Regions from separate parts of the Mus musculus genome. Here region 1 is linked to region 2. Evidence: chromatin contacts called from public Hi-C data. All regions are on one chromosome and are shown on one strand. The core of a region is the stretch at or near the end of the contact, and the rest is flanking DNA. Distances in the headings are between cores, read along the strand shown.

Region 1 (5,009 bases), core at 2,124-4,623, 230 kb before region 2:
CCACGGCAACAGCCTCCTCATCCTCCCAAGCCATGGCAACAGCCCCCTTATCCTCCCAAGCCATGGCAACAGCCTCCTCATCCTCAGGAGACCATGGCAACAGCCTCCTCATCCTCCCAAGCCATGGCAACAGCCTCCTCATCCTCCCAAGCCATGGCAACAGCCTCCTCATCCTCCCAAGCCATGGCAACAGCCTCCTCATCCTCCCAAGTCATGGCAACAGCCTCCTCATCCTCAGGAGACCATGGCAACAGCCCCCTTATCCTCCCAAGCCATGGCAACAGCCCCTTCATCCTCAGGAGAAACACTCCAAGTGGATGCCTGCAACCACAGACAGCACCAAGCCCTGTGCCTGTGGCAATGTTTTCTTTGTGAAGTAGATGCAGTAAGGGATCAACAACAAAATCATACAGGAAAACAGCAGTTACAAGCTTGCTTTAATAAGTTGCTTACCAGTGGCTTATTTCTAGAATGTTCTACTTTAATATTTTCAGTTCTTGGCTGACAAGATATGAACTGAAACCAAAGTGCGTGTATGGGGGACTAATGTAGGTAAAGGAGGACGCCATATCTTTTTGTTTTGTTTTGTTTTTTCAAGACAGGGTTTCTCTGTGTAGCCCTGGCTGTCCTGGAACTCACTCTGTAGACCAGGCTGGCCTCGAACTCAGAAATCCGCCTGCCTCTGCCTCCCACGTGCTAGGACTAAAGACGTGCACCACCACCGCTTGGCGGGGATGCCATATCTTACTTTTTCTTTCTTAGATGTTAAAATTCATGCATGACTTGATAACTTTTCACCCACTTAACTCCTGAGGTAGAGTTTACCATTCCCAAAATTCCTGCTTCCGCACGAACCAGATTTTCAAAAAGAACAAGCTAGGAACAGCAACATGAAGAGGAGAGCCGGGGTTATGTCCTCAGAGGTAACAGGAAACCAAGGCTCACCTTGATTTTGCTTCTATTATTTATTTTCTATCTTTAAATCATGCTTTTCAAAAAAGTAATCAGTTCTACATTATATTTTACTGTGAGACTTGCCCTTTAGTCTTTAGCAAGAAGTTTTGGTTTTAATGACAGCAGTTTTAGCCTAGAGTGGGAAACAGACTTGTTTTCATGTAGCAACAATAAATGGCCTGACTGACATCTGCAGAGCTGGGTGGCCCCAAGGGCTTTCTGAGGAAGCAGAGATTCTTAGAACCAGGAACTGTAAAACACATTTATGAAAGGTGGCATTCATTATCCACACTGCTGCTTTTGGTATAAAATGGTTGAATTGTGAATATATCTTAATAAAATTGTAATGAAATATTAAGAATAACGACTTGGTATTTATGGTTTCTTAGTCCCAGGAATATTTACAATGTAGTGACTTGCACTTAGCTTTTTGTTCTTCCTCTTAATAGCCCAGATTGCATGGCCTTTGTACATACGTGTGTATGTGTGTTCATGTGTGTGTGCATCTTCTGAATGTTTCTATACATGATTGTGAAGGCTGGAAGTCAACCTCAGCTGTTCTTCCTCAGGAAATGCCACATTTTTTTGTTTTGAGACAGGGTCTTTTACTAGGACCTGGGCTTGCTGATTAGGCTAGGCTGGCTGGACAGTGAGCCCCTGGGCTCTTCCTGTTTCTGCTTCCCCAGAGCTGGGATTATAGGCATGTGCGATCATACCCAGCTTTCTACATGGCTACCAAGGATTGAACTCGGCACCTTATGCCTCCATGGCACTTTCGTGACTGAACTATGTTCCAACCCCTGTGTCTAATGGGATGGTATTGGAGTTCATTTCTAGATTCCCTAGTACAACCTCTTGAGTCAAACTTCCTTAAATTTCCTTCCCCTTCTTGATGGGCCCTTCCTATCTATGTGCTCCTGATCTAGGCATTCTTAACAAAATTAAATGAAGAGAACTGTATATGTTCCATTATTAACCTCATTTTACAGATGTGGAAATGGGGGCACAAAGAAGTTAGGTCATTTGCCAGAAGTAACATCATCACAATTTAAACATGCTAACCCAGCCCTTAATCTGTCTATGTTGGCCTTCTGTTTGATCTGCTATCTACCTGCCTAGAACCCCCATGTATAACATACACATATATAGGGCAGGAAGAGGCCACAGGTGCAGTCAGTCAGTCAAGGCCAGGGTCCTGTAGGGTGTCCCAGTCAGCAGAGCTGGCACCCCTTCAGTTCTAGAAAGCCTAGATCAGAACCTGCCTACTGGACCAGACTTGAGGATAGATGACAGAAAAACCATGTAAAACAAGTTGAAAGTGGGTTAGCCGCAAATCGACGGGTAGAAAAGATGTTTGTAAAAATACTCTGAAGCCCACTTTAAGCAATGGGTTTGTGGGCGCTAGAAAAAGACAACTTTGAAGTTGTCAGCAAACTCCTGAGTGGAAATAGCATCCACAAGTAGCAGGAAATGCAAACCTAAGAGTTTTCCTAGCATGACCTAGAAACAAACAGGAAACTTCATTGGTTGTAGTGGAGAGAAAAAAATTTTTTTCTTGCTTAAATTTGAATGAGTTATAAAGTTGATGCAAGCTATGTGCCCCCGATAGAGAATAGACAGACAAGTACATATCTCCTCACATCAAAATGACACTTTGTCAATGTCTTCATTTCTAGACCACATGCCATGTGGCATCCAGAGCTCACATTTACCATGAATCGAAATGTTTGGAGGTAGGGGAGGGAGAAGGCTTGAGATAGGATCTGGCTTTCAACTTGCTGTGACTTGAACAAGGAAGGCCTTGAACAACTAACTGATCCCCTGTGTCCACCTCTGAGTTGGCAATTGTGGACCTCATTCTTGACCACAGCTCTTATGAGCTCTGCTTCTCCGACAACCGAACCTTACTATGAGGAGGAAGTTGAGACATTTTCCTCACATCATTTTCCCATTTAGTAGGATTTTGGTTGTCAACAGCCTCAGAAATAATTTGAAGACTAGGTAGTAGTTAAAGAGACACACATAAGCTTGTTTATCAGAAAGTAAAATTTCTTAATTATTATTGAAATCAGCGGCAAGTTGACTTCAGAAGCAGCTGGAGCCAATTTTCCTATATAATTTTTCCTAGCTTTCAAAGTCAAATTAGTAAATTATCGTGGTAAATGTGAAGTTAAAATTGGTTTTAGAACTCATACTTCCATGTGTTCCTGGCAAATCCTGTCACCTCAATATGGCATAAATGTGCCTTTCAACCAATCCCACACTTACTCCCTTTGAAAGGCTGAGTTGTGTTGGCAAAGGGCCCATTGTTCCATGAATAAAGCTATTATTTTTTTTTTCTTGCTGTCAGATGTTTAAGGCAAAAATAGTGATCTTTGAGGTCTGTGTGGTTGAGTTGGCACCAGTGAGTCCCCTGCACACATCTGAGTCACTGCTAGTCCGTTGGGAAAGGCTGAGTTCCCTCATTGGAAGGGTCCATACTGCAAGTCCCCTGCTTGCATTCCCTGTGTGGTACCCTTGCATAGCGCTCAAGGGGAGGACCTGATATTGGGAGGACGCACACAGAAGGCACGAGTGAATGCTTGGTATAGTGGACATACCCAGTCTTGAAGGAAAAGATAGCATTACATGGTGGCCTGTGGCTTGAACTGTGAATTACTACTGCCCATGTGACCTCCTAGGGACAGCGTCTCTACAGTGAGCTTTATCATTTATGAAAGCACTGTTTAGGAATGGGAGCAGTTAACAGTGGCTTTTCTTCACTAATGTCACTGCTAGTCGCCGCGCCCCACCCCCACCCCATCCCCTTGATGGCACACTTTAGGTTTCCTGAAACTCTGTTTTCTGATACACACACACACACACACACACACACACACACATATAACATATATATATATACATATATGTATATATGTATATATATATATATATATATGTATATATATATATATATGTATGTATATATTCCATCAAAAACATTGGTACTCCATCAACAGGGGCCTACAGATGAACATTACTGACCACTTGTTTTTGTTTGTTTGTTTTTGTTTTTTTGAGGCAGGGTTTCTCTGTGTAGCTCTGGCTGTCCTGAAGCTCACTCTGTAGACCAGGCTGGCCTCGAACTCAGAAATCCGCCTACCTCTGCCTCCCAAGTGCTGGGATTAAATGCATGCACCACCACTGTTCGGCGACCATTTGTTATTTGAGTATTTGAGATTGGTTGCCATTTATGGAACAAAATAAAGAAATTAGAATAGATTAAGGTTGTCATATTTGAATTCTAGCCATGATTTTCAACTTCTGTGTATTTATTTGTTTTAAAGTTGCTCAAGTTACTGCTTTGAAGGTACAAAGGAAGGCAGCTCAATGCTGACACTAAAAACGAGTTTAGGCAGACTTTTCCTTATAGGAATTAACTTAAAATAGGAATTTATAATAAAACAAAATGAAAATAAATGATGAATAGTATTAGTGGACTTATCTAAACCACAGTGAGGCAGTTTTAGTTAATTGTGAAAAGTCTTAATAAGCCTTCATTATATAGTCCAGAACTAGAGGGTGTTAGAGGTTGTGCCGGAATTGGGGTTGGAGAGAGGGTAGTCACCAGATACAAGGATGAAGATGGACAGGAAAGCAAGGAAGCATAAGTATGGTTGACAACAACTGTACATCTCAAGTAGCTAGGAGAGAGAACGCTGACTTTTCCAACACAAACAATATCTGCCTAAGGTGAGGGATTGATCCATTCCTTTGATCTGGTCACTAAACATCATATTCATTGATTAGAATTAATCACACTGTATCTCATAAACACATAAACTACTGCTGTGTATCAACTAAACATTTTTTAAAAAATGAAAATACAGACCCTGAATTTTACATAGTCACTAGCAATCAGAGGGACTCAAGTTGTCCTTTAACATATGACTCGGTGTTACATACTGCTAGTCCTTTGGGAAAGGCTGAGTTCCCTCATTGGAAGGAGCTCTCTTCCTCATCCGGGTCCCCTGCAGTTTTGCAACAGAGAGGATTAATTTGAGGGGTATTTTTAG
Region 2 (5,771 bases), core at 3,157-5,656:
ATATTGGAATGGCTACTCCAGCTTGTTTCTTCAGACCATTTGCTTGGAAAATTGTTTTTCAGCCTTTCACTCTGAGGTAGTGTCTGTCTTTTTCCCTGAGATGGGTTTCCTGTAAGCAGCAGAATGTTGGGTCCTGTTTGTGTAGCCAGTCTGTTAGTTTATGTCTTTTTATTGGGGAATTGAGTCTATTGATATTAAGAGATATTAAGGAAAAGTAATTGTTGCTTCCTATTATTTTTGTTGTTAGAGTTGGCATGCTGTTCTTTTGGCTGTCTTCTTTTTGGTTTGTTGGGGGATTACTTTCTTGCTTTTTCTAGGGCATGATTTCTGTCCTTGTATTGTTTTTTTTCTGTTATTATCCTTTGAAGGGCTGGATTCGTGGAAAGATAATGTGTGAATTTTGTTTTGTCATGGAATTCTTTGGTTTCTCCATCTATGGTGATTGAAAGTTTGGCTGGGTATAGTAGCCTGGGCTGGCATTTGTGTTCTCTTAGTGTCTGTATAACATCTGTCCAGGTATTTCTGGCTTTTATAGTCTCTGGTGAAAAGTCTGGTGTAATTCTGATAGGCCTGCCTTTATATGTTACTTGACCTTTCTCCCTTACTGCTTTTAATATTCTCTCTTTATTTAGTGCATTTGTTTTTCTGATTATTATATGTCAGGAGGAATTTCTTTTCTGGTCCAGTCTATTTGGAGTTCTGTAGGCTTCTTGTATGTTCATGGGCATGTCATTCTTTAGGTTTGGGAAGTTTTCTTCTATAATTTTGTTGAAGGTATTTGCTGGCCCTTTAAGTTGAAAATCTTCATTCTCATCAACTCTTATTATCCGTAGGTTTGGTCTTCTCATTATGTCCTGGATTTCCTGGATGTTTTGAGTTAGGATTTTTTTGTGTTTTGTATTATCTTTGATTGTTGTGCCGATGTTCTCTATGGAATCTTCTGTACCTAAGATTCTCTCTTCCATCTCTTGTATTCTGTTGCTGATGCTCGCGTCTATTGTTCCAGATTTCTTTCCTAGGGTTTTTATCTCCAGCGTTGCCTCACTTTGGGTTTTCTTTATTGTGTCTACTTCTCTTTTTAGTCTAGTATGTTTTTGTTCATTTCCATCACCTGTTTGGATGTGTTTTCCTGTTTTTCCATAAGGACTTCTACCTGTTTGGTTGTGTTTTTCTGTTTTTCTTTAAGGACTTATAACTCTTTAGCAGCTTTCTCCTGTATTTCTTTAAGTGAGTTATTAAAGTCCTTCTTGATGTCCTCTACCATCATCATGAGATATGCTTTTAAATCCAGGTCTAGATTTTCGGTTGTGTTGGGGTGCCCAGGACTAGGTGGGGTGGGAGTGCTGTGTTCTGATGATGGTGAGTGGTCTTGATTTCTGTTAGTAGGATTCTTACGTTTGCCTTTCACCATCTGGTATTCTCTGGAGCTAGTTGTTATAGTTGTCTCTGGTTATAGCTTGTTTCCACAGGTGATTATGTTAGCCTCTATCAGCAGACCTGGGAGACTAGCTCTATCCTTAGTTTCAGTGCTCAGAGTACTCTCTGCAGGCAAGCTCTCCTCTTGCAGGGAAGGTGCCCAGATATCTGGTGTTTGAACCTACCTCCTGACAGAAGTTGTGTTCCACTTACCATAGGTTTTAAGATCCCGTGGCGGATCCTGTGTGGGTCCAGAGACTCCCCGGGCCAGGGACCCTGGTGCTGCAGTGGGCAGGAAGGGACTTGTGCCCTGGATCAGGCCGGGTTATCTGCTTCCTTAATTAATGCAGTCTCGGGTCCTGCACGATTGGATTGGAGCAGGTGCTGTGTTCCACTCACCAGAGGTCTTAGGATCCCGTGGCGGATCCTGTGTGAGTCCTTGCGGGTGTCCGGAGACTCCCCGGTCCAGGGACCCCGGTGCTGCAGTGGACCGGAAGGGACTTGTGCCCCGGATCAGGCCGGGTTATCTCGTTTTCCTGTAATTCTTTAAGGGGTTTTTGTGTTTCCTCTTTAAGGTCTTCTACCTGTTTAGCAATGTTTTCCTGTATTTCTTTAAGTGAGTTATTAATGCCCTCTTCAAATCCTCTACCAGCATCATGAGATATGATTTTAAAATACAAATCTTGCTTTTCGGGTGTGTTGGGGTATTCAGGATTGGCTGTGGTAGGTATACTGGGTTGTAGTGATGCCGAATGGTCTTGGTTTCCATTAGTAAGATTCTTATGTTTTCCTTTAGCTATCTGGTAATCTCTGGTGTTAGATTGTACTAGCTAGTTTTGTGTCAACTTGACACAGCTGGAGTTATTACAGAGAAAGAAGCTTCAGTTGAGGAAATGCCTCCATGAGATCCAACTAACTGTAAGGCATTTTCTCAATTAGTGATCAAGGGGGAAAGGCCCCTTGTGGGTGGGACCATCTCTGGGCTGGTCCTTCTTGGTTCTATAAGAGAGCAGTCTAAGCAAGCCAGGGGAGTAAGCCAGTAAAGAACATCCCTCCATGGCCTCTGCATCAGCTCCTGCTTCCTGACCTGCCTGAGTTCCACTCCTGACTTCCTTTAATGATGAACAGCAATTTGGAAATGTAAGCTGAATAAACCCTTTCCTCCCCAACTTGCTTCTTGGTCATGATGTTTGTACAGGAAAAGAAACCCTGTCTAAGACATAGATGTTCTAGCTGTCGCTGGCTGTAGCTTGTTCCTCCTGTGATTCTCTTACCCTCTGTCAGGTCTCCTGGGAGTCCAACTCTCTCCTGAGTCCCAGTGGTCAGAGCATTCTCTGCAGGCAAGGGACCCTGTCTAAGAAGCTCTGTTGCTTCTGAGGCCCATGTGCTCTCTCCTGTGTGGACTGGTCTCTGAGAGACCCGGGATAAAAGATGGAGTTCTCACCTGAGTCCCAGGGTCAGAGCCCTCTCTGGAGGCCGACTTTCCTCAGTGATCCTAAGATCCTGGGTGTGCTAGGGCGCCTGCTGCGTGGAGAGTCATCTGGGGACTTGGGACCATCTGCTGATTTTGTGCCCAAGGTGGCGCAGTGCTTGGAAGGAACTTCAGCCACTGGTCAGGCTGCTGGTCAGGCCGCTGGTCAGGTGGGTTTCCTGTGTCCCTGTCCTTGCTGGCCCAAGTCCCTCTGGGTTGTTTTGGAATAGATGTTACGTTCCACTCACCAGTGATCCCAAGATCCTGGGTAAGCTAAAAAATAACCCCTGCATTTCTGAGCGAAGTGACTGGTGTGCAGCTCCTGCTCCAGAATTGCCTTCTCTCAACAAGCAGCCGTCCTGGTAGTCCACACAACTCAAAATGTCTGCTTACCCTAGAAATACACTTTTAGAACAAGAAGATATTTCATTCCTTGAGTTTCTGGGTGAAGAAATCATAGCCTAGAGAAGTTTAAAGACTTGTTCAAAAACAAAGATCTTACAAGAGGCAGGCTGGAACTACTCTGTGATACCCAGCTGCTTTTGAATGGGCCACATTGCTGCACATGTAGTCCTCCTAATGCTTAGCTGAAAGATTTTAGAAGACATATATGAGTCTTTTCATCTCCTCCACAGGCATACGAACAGTGATCGCTAGCAGTAACCTATGTGCATCCACAGGCATATGGACAGTGATGGCTAAAAATAACCTATGTTCCTCCATAGGCACAAGGACAGTGATGGCTAATGGTAATCTATCTTCTCTATAATAGCTGCACTCCAAGGGAAAACTTCCTGGAACCAGAATGGCAGAGTTGAAAGCCAAGTACACCTTGCTACACGATACAGTGGTGAGGTATGTTCTTTGCCAGCAAGGAGTCACCTTTTATCGTCTCTGTACTTCTTCCTTATAACAAATGGGACCTGTCTTCATTTGTCTTCTCTCTGAAATCTGGGGCAAAGATCAGAGTTCAGGTGGTTTTAGAAATCACTAAAGAAGAGGTTGTGAATGTGTGAAGAAGGGAGACTGAAAAGGAAGAAACCAGGTGGATGGGGTCATCTGTGGCTCATGTTGTGGGCCCAGTGTCACAGACTTCTGACTAGAGAACAATTACAGCTCTGCTACCAGGAAGTGACAAAGCCAGGGTACTTGTCCACTTGTTTGCACCACTCATTAGGAATTACTCCTGAAGAAAAGAGCTCTTGAACTTTGAGATGACAAACGTGCATTTCTCAGGCAGAGTAGGCGCTGATGTGTGTATGATGACTATTGAAGATACTTTGGACAAGAAGACCCCTCTCCAATTGTCATTCAGAAGTATAGTTCTGTGAGAGCTTAAGTTCAAGTCAGTAGAAGGTCAGAAGATGGGCATCCACAGAATAAGCCATCAGCTTTGCCCAGAGCCTACTACTTGCCACTGGGTATTGAAGCTATTTCTCTTTAGTGACAAGCTATCAGTGCAGGACCAAAACTATGTAGTGACATCTTCTGCTTCCAGCTTGTGTTGTGAAATAGCTACTTCCCCTCTGCTGCTCACAGTTTACCTCCTCCAGAGCCTTTACTTCCTTCTCTACCTATTACAAAACCCACCACTCTCTCTCAAGCCCATTGGAAAAGCACAGTGAAGCAGACACTATGTTTTTGTGGCTAGGGCTGCAGGCAGGCAGATATGGGTTGGAAGTACTGAACCCACATCGACTGAGCTTTCCACAAGACTACATTAGAAGTTAAGTTCTCTCCTCCTGACACTGTATGTCACACGAGTATATGTGTAAACTACCACCTATGTTCTGACTGGAAGCTCACTTCTGTGTTGCCCTCCTCTCCATGTGGAAGAACTCTAGGGCCTGGAGACCTGTCATTGTAAGGAGCCCAGGTTATGCCAGATGAACACAATGTTAACATACAAGAGCACCGAAGCGTAAGAGAACAGCTCCCATTTCCATTCCCGGAAATTGGAGGAGTTTTCACCAGTATTGCTCTGCTTGCTCTCTGGCACCTACCATAGTTCCTGGAACATATGAGGCTCCGATAAATGTTTGGCTGGATGCCACTAAACACATGACACAGTAAAGCGTGAGAAAATAGGGTAAGGGAAGCCTGTTACCTCAGCTAAGACAGCCTCAATCCTGTTTTAGGACATCTTTGCAAATAAGCTGAAACCTAGAGATTTTTCTTGGTAAGAACATTTAATAGAATACACACATAGAAGTAGGTGTTAGCTTTAAAATAAAATAGCAAAGGCCTGCCTATGGCTGCTGGGTAGGGGATCACTAATGTGAGGGTGTCTGAGACAGATAGGCCATGTAGACTATAAGTTGGGTGCCAGTACTAGTTTGTAACATGCAAGACTTCTGGAATATTCTTGGGATCAGTCAAGTATAACTTTTCTTATCTATCCAGATCTGCAGCCACTTCTTTAAACCGGGACAAGGTCACAGAATACAGCTGGGTTTTTAGGAACTCTCTTTTCTGTGATAGTCAAGACTATTTTTAGCCAAGCATCAGGGCAGGATTAAAAGCTGATTAATGTGCATAATTTTATAGGGGAATTTTTCCTAGTTTCCCACTAATGGCTGTTAAAAAGAGTGCTTAATGTCTTAGATCTGTAATGAAAAAAGATCTTGGTTCAGTCTTACTTAGAGAATTAAAAGCACAAAAAAAAAAAAAAGGAAAAAGAAAAGAAAAGGAAAGAAAAAAGAAAAGAAAAGAATTTCTGGGTTATTTGAGGGGCCCATTACTTTTTTTTTTCCCCTTCCTTGGGAGCCCTGGTCTTTCTTCAAAGTCAGAGGGAATATCCTTTGGATTACTTGCCTCTACTCTGCTTCTGCTTGCCCCTACTCTGGATCTAGGGACCTCTGGAGGAACTTATGAGGGGACACTG

What was found. A called contact is a pair of places that touch in the nucleus more often than the background predicts.
Region 1: a Hi-C map of bone marrow-derived macrophages shows a contact between it and region 2, with 21 read pairs. The contact joins two enhancer-like sites. A contact is called at or near these places in 1 of 484 Hi-C or Micro-C datasets (bone marrow-derived macrophages), 1 of 115 datasets of contacts at active chromatin or transcription factors (large pre-B cells) and 4 of 9 other capture datasets (adipose tissue, embryonic stem cells, liver and 1 more).

Annotation. Positions count from the first base shown.
Region 1 is chr5:21,564,160-21,569,168 of GRCm38.p6, reverse strand. All of the region lies in intron 9 of Fbxl13 (F-box and leucine-rich repeat protein 13), which reads left to right. All of the region lies in intron 2 of Lrrc17 (leucine rich repeat containing 17), which reads right to left. Among named protein-coding and RNA genes, the nearest start is that of Lrrc17, 23 kb to the right of the region's middle. Within about 2 kb of position 3,373, at least 46 of the 459 cell types and tissues checked have an H3K27ac peak or open chromatin away from gene starts, as enhancers often do. A contact at or near this core is called in adipose tissue and bone marrow-derived macrophages, where this site is marked.
Region 2 is chr5:21,330,991-21,336,761 of GRCm38.p6, reverse strand. Ccdc146 (coiled-coil domain containing 146) reads left to right here. Exons shown (of 19, transcript NM_029195.1): 3 at 3,660-3,742. Among named protein-coding and RNA genes, the nearest start is that of Fgl2, 39 kb to the left of the region's middle. RefSeq lists an enhancer at 5,651-5,771. Within about 2 kb of position 4,406, at least 50 of the 459 cell types and tissues checked have an H3K27ac peak or open chromatin away from gene starts, as enhancers often do. A contact at or near this core is called in adipose tissue and bone marrow-derived macrophages, where this site is marked.